Linked DNA regions of Macaca mulatta: region 2 is linked to region 1. The links are chromatin contacts, called in public Hi-C maps. All regions are on one chromosome and are shown on one strand. The core of a region is the stretch at or near the end of the contact, and the rest is flanking DNA. Distances in the headings are between cores, read along the strand shown.

The links. A called contact is a pair of places that touch in the nucleus more often than the background predicts.
Region 2: a Hi-C map of blood shows a contact between it and region 1, with 2.0 times the contacts expected there. The contact joins the promoter of PEX19 here to the promoter of COPA in region 1. A contact is called at or near these places in 4 of 14 Hi-C or Micro-C datasets (blood, cortical neurons and liver).

What each region holds. Positions count from the first base shown.
Region 1 is chr1:106,544,084-106,547,126 of T2T-MMU8v2.0, reverse strand. It overlaps COPA (COPI coat complex subunit alpha), which reads right to left and starts at 1,725. Exons shown (of 33, transcript XR_013396053.1): 1 at 1,608-1,725. NCSTN (nicastrin) reads left to right here and starts at 1,792. Exons shown (of 17, transcript NM_001260780.1): 1 at 1,792-1,958. The coding sequence starts at 1,874.
Region 2 is chr1:106,602,225-106,605,446 of T2T-MMU8v2.0, reverse strand. PEX19 (peroxisomal biogenesis factor 19) reads right to left here and starts at 1,773. Exons shown (of 8, transcript XM_077941069.1): 1 at 1,687-1,773; 2 at 163-272. The coding sequence starts at 1,756. It overlaps LOC114670148 (a long non-coding RNA gene), which reads left to right and starts at 997. Exons shown (of 3, transcript XR_003719637.2): 1 at 997-1,487; 2 at 2,929-2,973.

The DNA.
Region 1 (3,043 bases), core at 476-2,975:
GCTCAGGAATAGAATATGTGCACTTAACATTTTAGTACATATATTTAAATGTAAAAACACTGTATCAATATACAGTCTCATGAAGTTTATGGAGGTGCCCATTTTGCACACAGGATGTTATCAGCTATTTGTTGTTTTGTTTTATAAATCTAAGACCCTCCCCCCAAGAAAGTAACTTCACTTTTTTTTTTTTTGCATTTCTTTCATTACTAGTGAGGTGGAACTATTTTAATTATTTATTGAACATTTACAATTTTTCTTCTAAATTGTCTATTTTTCCATTAGGTTCTCTTTTTTTTTTCCATTATGATATATAAGTACACTCAACAATGGATGTTTGCCCTCAATTATTACAACATCTTTGTTTTTCCTTCTCTACTGCCCAGCAAGAAATTAGGAGCAGAAAAGAAAACTGAAAGATTATGAAGACCCATTTCACCTACACAGGTCTCAGAAATTCTTAATGGTACCCACCTTTCAAGGTCAAGTTTCCCAAGAGACTTAGAAACTGCTCAGAATATATTCACACATTGAGAGCAGCCTCCACTTTTTGCACTACTGAGTCTACACCAGGTGCTGTAATAAATACATTCCATACTTTCTCATTTTAATTCTTTCTATAAAAGACTATTTTACAGATGAGGAAATAGAGACTTAGAGACCTTAAGTCACCCAAGTCATACAGCTTGTTAGTGGATGTCTCAGGATTCCAAAGCAAGCCCATCTGACTTCAAAGACCAACCACTTCAAAGACTAACCATTTTGTTACGCTGCATCTTACTACATACTCTAGATACTATTTTTTCCAGGTCTCTGGAGACCTTACTTCTCTCTGCCTTTCACATTTTAACATTCTGAGGTTAATACTGAGATCTCAGTATTTGCCCTCCACCCCCAACGACCCACACTCGAGCTCTAGAGTCGCCATACTTAGCAAATAAAAATACGAGATGCCCAGATATATTTGAACTTCTGGTAAGCAAGGACAGACTAAAAAAACTATTCATTGTTTACCTGAAATTCAAATTTAACTGGGTGTCCTGCATTTTATCTGGCAACCCTATCAAGCTGAGACTTTATTGGGGTTATAAGCCTCAAAGTACTACTTCCGGGTAGTGAATAAAGCCGAATGAAGGTACTGATGTTGAGATGCTGCAGCCAAGGCCTCCTTAAGTGAGGTAGCCACTACACGTCTCCAAAAAAGCTACTGACTCGGGTGCAAGTAACAGAGATCGAGACTCAAGCCCCAGGGCCACTCCATATAACACAATCAAAAAGTCAACAGGTCACAGGGCCTTTGGAGCAGAACAATACAAGTTGGGAGCACAGCAAAGAGAGAAAGGGAGAAGAAAGAATAGGGAGGTGGTCTAAGGAATCACCTACAGTGTGGGAGCCACTTTATAGGTAAATCGAAGCCCAAGGACACACCAAAGAAGAGGGGACTGGAGAACCGCTAGCCAGGCCTAACCTCTCTCCCACCCTCCGTCTTCCTCTGGGTCCGTCTAGTGGGCCCACTTCGGCCAGCACGTCTACCCATTTTCTCTTCCCCGGTGTCTGCGCCGCTCTTGACATCCAACCTCCATGTTCCCCTTTTTTTTCTCCACTACCTTTGACCCGCGCGCTCTTGGTCTCGAATTTGGTTAGCATCTCTCAGGTCTCCGACTCCGATGTTTTAATCCGAGCCCCGACACACCCTGCTGCCCTTCGGACGCCTCCACGTCAGCTACCCTCTGCCGCGGTTTCCGGAAGCTCCTGGAAACACGAACTTCCGGTCTGTTGGGCTCCGGGCCACAGAGATGGTGTCAGTGGTAGCCTAGAGAGGCCGCTACCCGGCAGGAGCCGAACGGGGGCTTCCGCTCAGCAGAGAGGCAAGATGGCCACGGCAGGGGGTGGCTCTGGGGCTGACCCGGGAAGTCGGGGTCTCCTTCGTCTTCTGTCTTTCTGCGTCCTACTAGCAGGTGAGGCCTCCCCACCCGTGAGCTCCGTTCTCTAAAGGGAACTCTCCGGATCGGCCCAGCCGCGAGCGCCACTGTCTCCCTTCTGGTTCCTGCTGCCCCTCTGTCCCCCCACCCTGTAAATCCTCTTTCTCTTTCGTTCCCACGACAGAAGTTCCCCCTTTGCCTGGACCTAAAGGTCCCTTCTCCCCCGCAGCATGTCGTGTCGCTTCACTCCCTTCTCTAGGCCTCTTCCTGGACTTCGAACTCGACCCTCTCCCACTTTGTCCAGATGCCTCGTTTTTCCCACAACCCCAGCCACCCACCCCACAGTCGAAAGAAACAGGTGTGAAAGTTAGCTTTCTTCCCCGCGTTTAGACTTTTTGAGACGAAAGCAATCTTGTTCTGTGGGTGCTGTGCGGCGCTTAAAAGGTAGATTTCTTATTTCTTCCTCTATTGGTTACACCCAAAGTCTGTGTCCCTCTGCCTTGCCTCAGGTTTTGTTTTTGTTTTTGTTTTTTTAATCAGTAAAGCAAGAATAAGGTAGGATATGGGTACTCTTAACTGTCCAAACCGTGAAGTAACGATTCAAGGAACTTTTGGCATTTATAATATACTTGACTGTTTGCTTATACGCGTTTATTTACTGATACATGGCTTTTTAGTTGGTCACGCCCTAAAATGCAAATGTCTGTATATAACTATGACTGTGCCTTCCCCTAGTTCACATTGTTTTTAAAGATCCTCAAAGGAGAAACTACAGCTGCCCCACACTGTGGGCACACAAATGACCTACTGATGTTAAATTAACTGACCAGTGTATGTCATAAGGTTTCTCTCAATTCTATTCACACTCTTGGAAAAGTGTCTCAGAAAGTTTTCTTAGCCCAGCACCTTTGTATTAACCGGTTAGTAATATACATACAGGATATACAAGCAGAAGTGTGATCACCTGTGCAACCAGAATTTGGCAAATCTAAGGTCAAACACCTTTCCTTTGACCAAGTTTTCTCTCTTTTAGTGTCACTGTCAATGGCGCTACATGGACTTTTTAATAACCCTTTGAGGCACATAGCTGAGTGCCATGTAGAGCATGTATCTGTTACAAT
Region 2 (3,222 bases), core at 524-3,023, 58 kb before region 1:
CAAGTCCTTATTTCACAAGGACTGAGGCTGGCAAGAGCACTCACCAATGTGAGGCCAAGGTACCCTCCCCCATTCCCCTCTGGCCCATAGGGGCCTGCCCAACCTCTGCTCAGAGCTGCATGCCCATCCCCTCCCTATCCCTTCAGGGGGTGGAATTTATACTTTGGCAGTGTCTCCTGGCGATCTCTTCTGGGGCCCCGAAGCATCAGGGGCCGTGGTGGTAGAAGGGGGTGCTGGGGAGGGTTTGGCTTTATCGAAATCATCAAGAGCACCTTCAGAGACAAGAGACATGGTGTGTGTGTTGGCGACAGATGAGGATGCAAGCAAGGCTGGGTGGTTTCTGGGCAAAGCATTAGGAATATGATTTTTCAAATTGCCAACTTTCCTCAATTTTCCGCCTTGAGGCCCCCACCTCCCCAGACCACCCTCAATGAGCCTCCTACTTCCTTCCAGATTACCTAATTTATTGTGAGCAAAGGCAAGAAATCCCTGACGGTGGAACAAGTATCCATCTCAGAGCTGGGAGGAGAGGATTAAAAATTTCTGCAGAGACATCTCCATCTATAGTGTCTCCCTTGCCACAACCTAATGATTCCCTAGAAATCCCATACAAATAAATACCCAACAGGAGTAGAGAACACAGATGTCCTCATCCCTCTGAACTCACTCTGGAGCTCTAAAAGGAATAACTTGGTGAGAAGGCACATGACATCCCACCCAGCTTCCTGTTGGTACTGGTACCAGCACAGACTGAGGGACCACATACTACATTCCATGGTAAGGCATTAAACTATCTTCTCTTATTCTCCAGTTTAGTGCTCTCCCACAACCTCCTAGAGCTCCTTTTGGTCTGATCTTTGCAGATAACCGTAGGCTAATTTACAGTCACTTGGCACTCCTCAGCGTTTCTGTTCATTCTTCTGCCTGCCCACATCTCTGTGATTGAGCAAGAGATTACAAATTCACCTCTGCCCTGAAAAGCCTGTGTCCTCACCACCATTCTGCTTGCCAGGCCCAGGGAGAGAGCACTGGCCCCACTCTGGGCAGGAAGCCAACAGGGGAGTGGACAGTAATGCTAAGAAAACATCCACCGTCTTTCAGGAGGGTGAACTGCTTTCCCCTGAAATCGCCACATCCTCAGTTTCTCAAAATAAGGGAAAGGAGTCCGCTTGAGCTACTAACAAGATGAAAGAACTGTTAAGGGGCCTAACGAGAGAAAGAGAAAAGGACTACGAGGAAAAAAGTGTCTTTCATGTCAAGGAAGGCAGGACGAGGCGCAGCAGCATGGGCCACGAGCTTGCTAGGAGTTAATGTAAGCAATCAGTGAGTGCGTGGTTCGCTACCCAACAAGAACCAAATGCTGCTGCTGCTGCTGCTGAAGTCGGACTTTAAGAACTTAGTAACCTAAAGAAAGAGGAGTTTGGAGAGGTATCATGAAACGCCGTCCTGCGGAAACATCCACAATCTGGACCACTGGGGGACCCCAGGTGAGTTCCCCAGCTCCAGTCGCGGAGGTGGGGCAGGATGACCCAGAGATTTTTGGGGGGCTCGCGGTCAGACTCTCCGCCCCCATTTAACCTTTGGAGATCCTCTCCCGCCCTGTCCCTAATATCTCAGGTTCACTTAACGCCCGGAATGGGTCCTCACAACTGCCCTCTTCGGGCCTTTCCCACTATGGGCTCTTACTTTCCAGAAGCTCCTCCAATTCCCTGTCTGCTTCTGCCCCGACACCACAGTCTTCCTCAGCGGCCGCCATCTTGCTACCTCCGACTTGCCGTAGGAGGCGGGACCCCTCGGCGCCGCCACGCCCTCCACCCCTTCGTTCCTGCCCTCTTCTGCCTCGGGCAACCAATGGTATTGTTGGCCAGTGCGGAACCGCCATTTTTAAAGGGCCAGGAAGCTTTGAGTTTCTGTTTTGGGTATTTTTCCCCTTTCGCCTGTGAAACACAGAATTAAGGATAAGATAGTGTTATTTTCTGCCTGGTTTTAGAGGCCCGGACTCCTTTCAACTTCCCAAATTACCTGGCGAAGCTCTTTCATTATTTCTTCCTGAGCTATGAGTAGGCTAGATTGAGACAAACTGCCTACAAATAACCAGAATCTATACATATATGATTGATATGACAATTATGGTACATAACATACTACTTTCTCTCACTTCTTTTGTTGAGACGGAGTCTCGCTCTGTCGCCTAGGCTGGAATGCAGTGGCGCTATCTTGGCTCACTGCAGCCTTGGCCTCCTGGGTTCAAGCGATTCTCCTGCCTCAGCCTCCCGTGTAGCTGGGATTACAGGCATGCACCACCACATCCGGCTAATTTTTGTATTTTTAGTAGAGACGGGGTTTTACCTTGTTGGCCAGTCTGGGTAGCCAGGCTGGTCTCGAACTACTGACCTCAGGTGATCCACCCACCTCAGCCTCCCAAAGTGCTGGGATTACAGGCGTGAGCCACTGCGCCCGGCTTCACTTCATTATTTCATTCAAATGTTATCTTCTCTGAAACACTTTACTTGGCCATTCCTTTTCTTCTTAACACTGAACACTATCTGACATATTATCTACCGTGCTTGTTTATTCTCCGCTTCCCACCGTGCAGAATTTAAACACTATGAAGGCGAAGATTTTCGTCTGTTGTCTTCGCTGCTGTAAAGCCCAACTCCTAGGCTAGGGTTTAAAACTTAGTAGGCACTCATTGGCCACTCTTTGCTCTTGCAGTCCCTAATCAGGCACATCTGTCTGCCCAATCTAGTGGCATCTCTCATTTCCTATTCTCTATTAGAACTGTTTGATTAAAGGACACAGGGCCAGGAACTTAGAACTCAATGTTAGAAAGAGAGCATCTGGGACCTTGGACTGAGCAGGGCAATTAGAATGTAGTAGTTAGTAATAGACTTGCTTTCCCTGACCAATCTCCTTTTCTCCACACAGAACCCAACCTCCAACTGAGTGAACACCGGGGATGCTCAGATAGAGGTAACTCTAGACGTCCCTTTCCTCCTTTGGAATTGTTCTATTCAGATCTGTAAGAATGTAGCAACTGTTTCACATACAGATCTGTTTTAGCACTTGGAGAGCACCTATTATTTAGGTCTTGTTCTGGGCACAGCAAGGACAAAGAGATAAATCAGGACCACCCCCTGCTGTAAGGTAGCTAAGTGGAGGTGAGCCGCAGGTATGATGAGATATACACACAGTAAGTATGACACAAGGTAAGAATTTTAA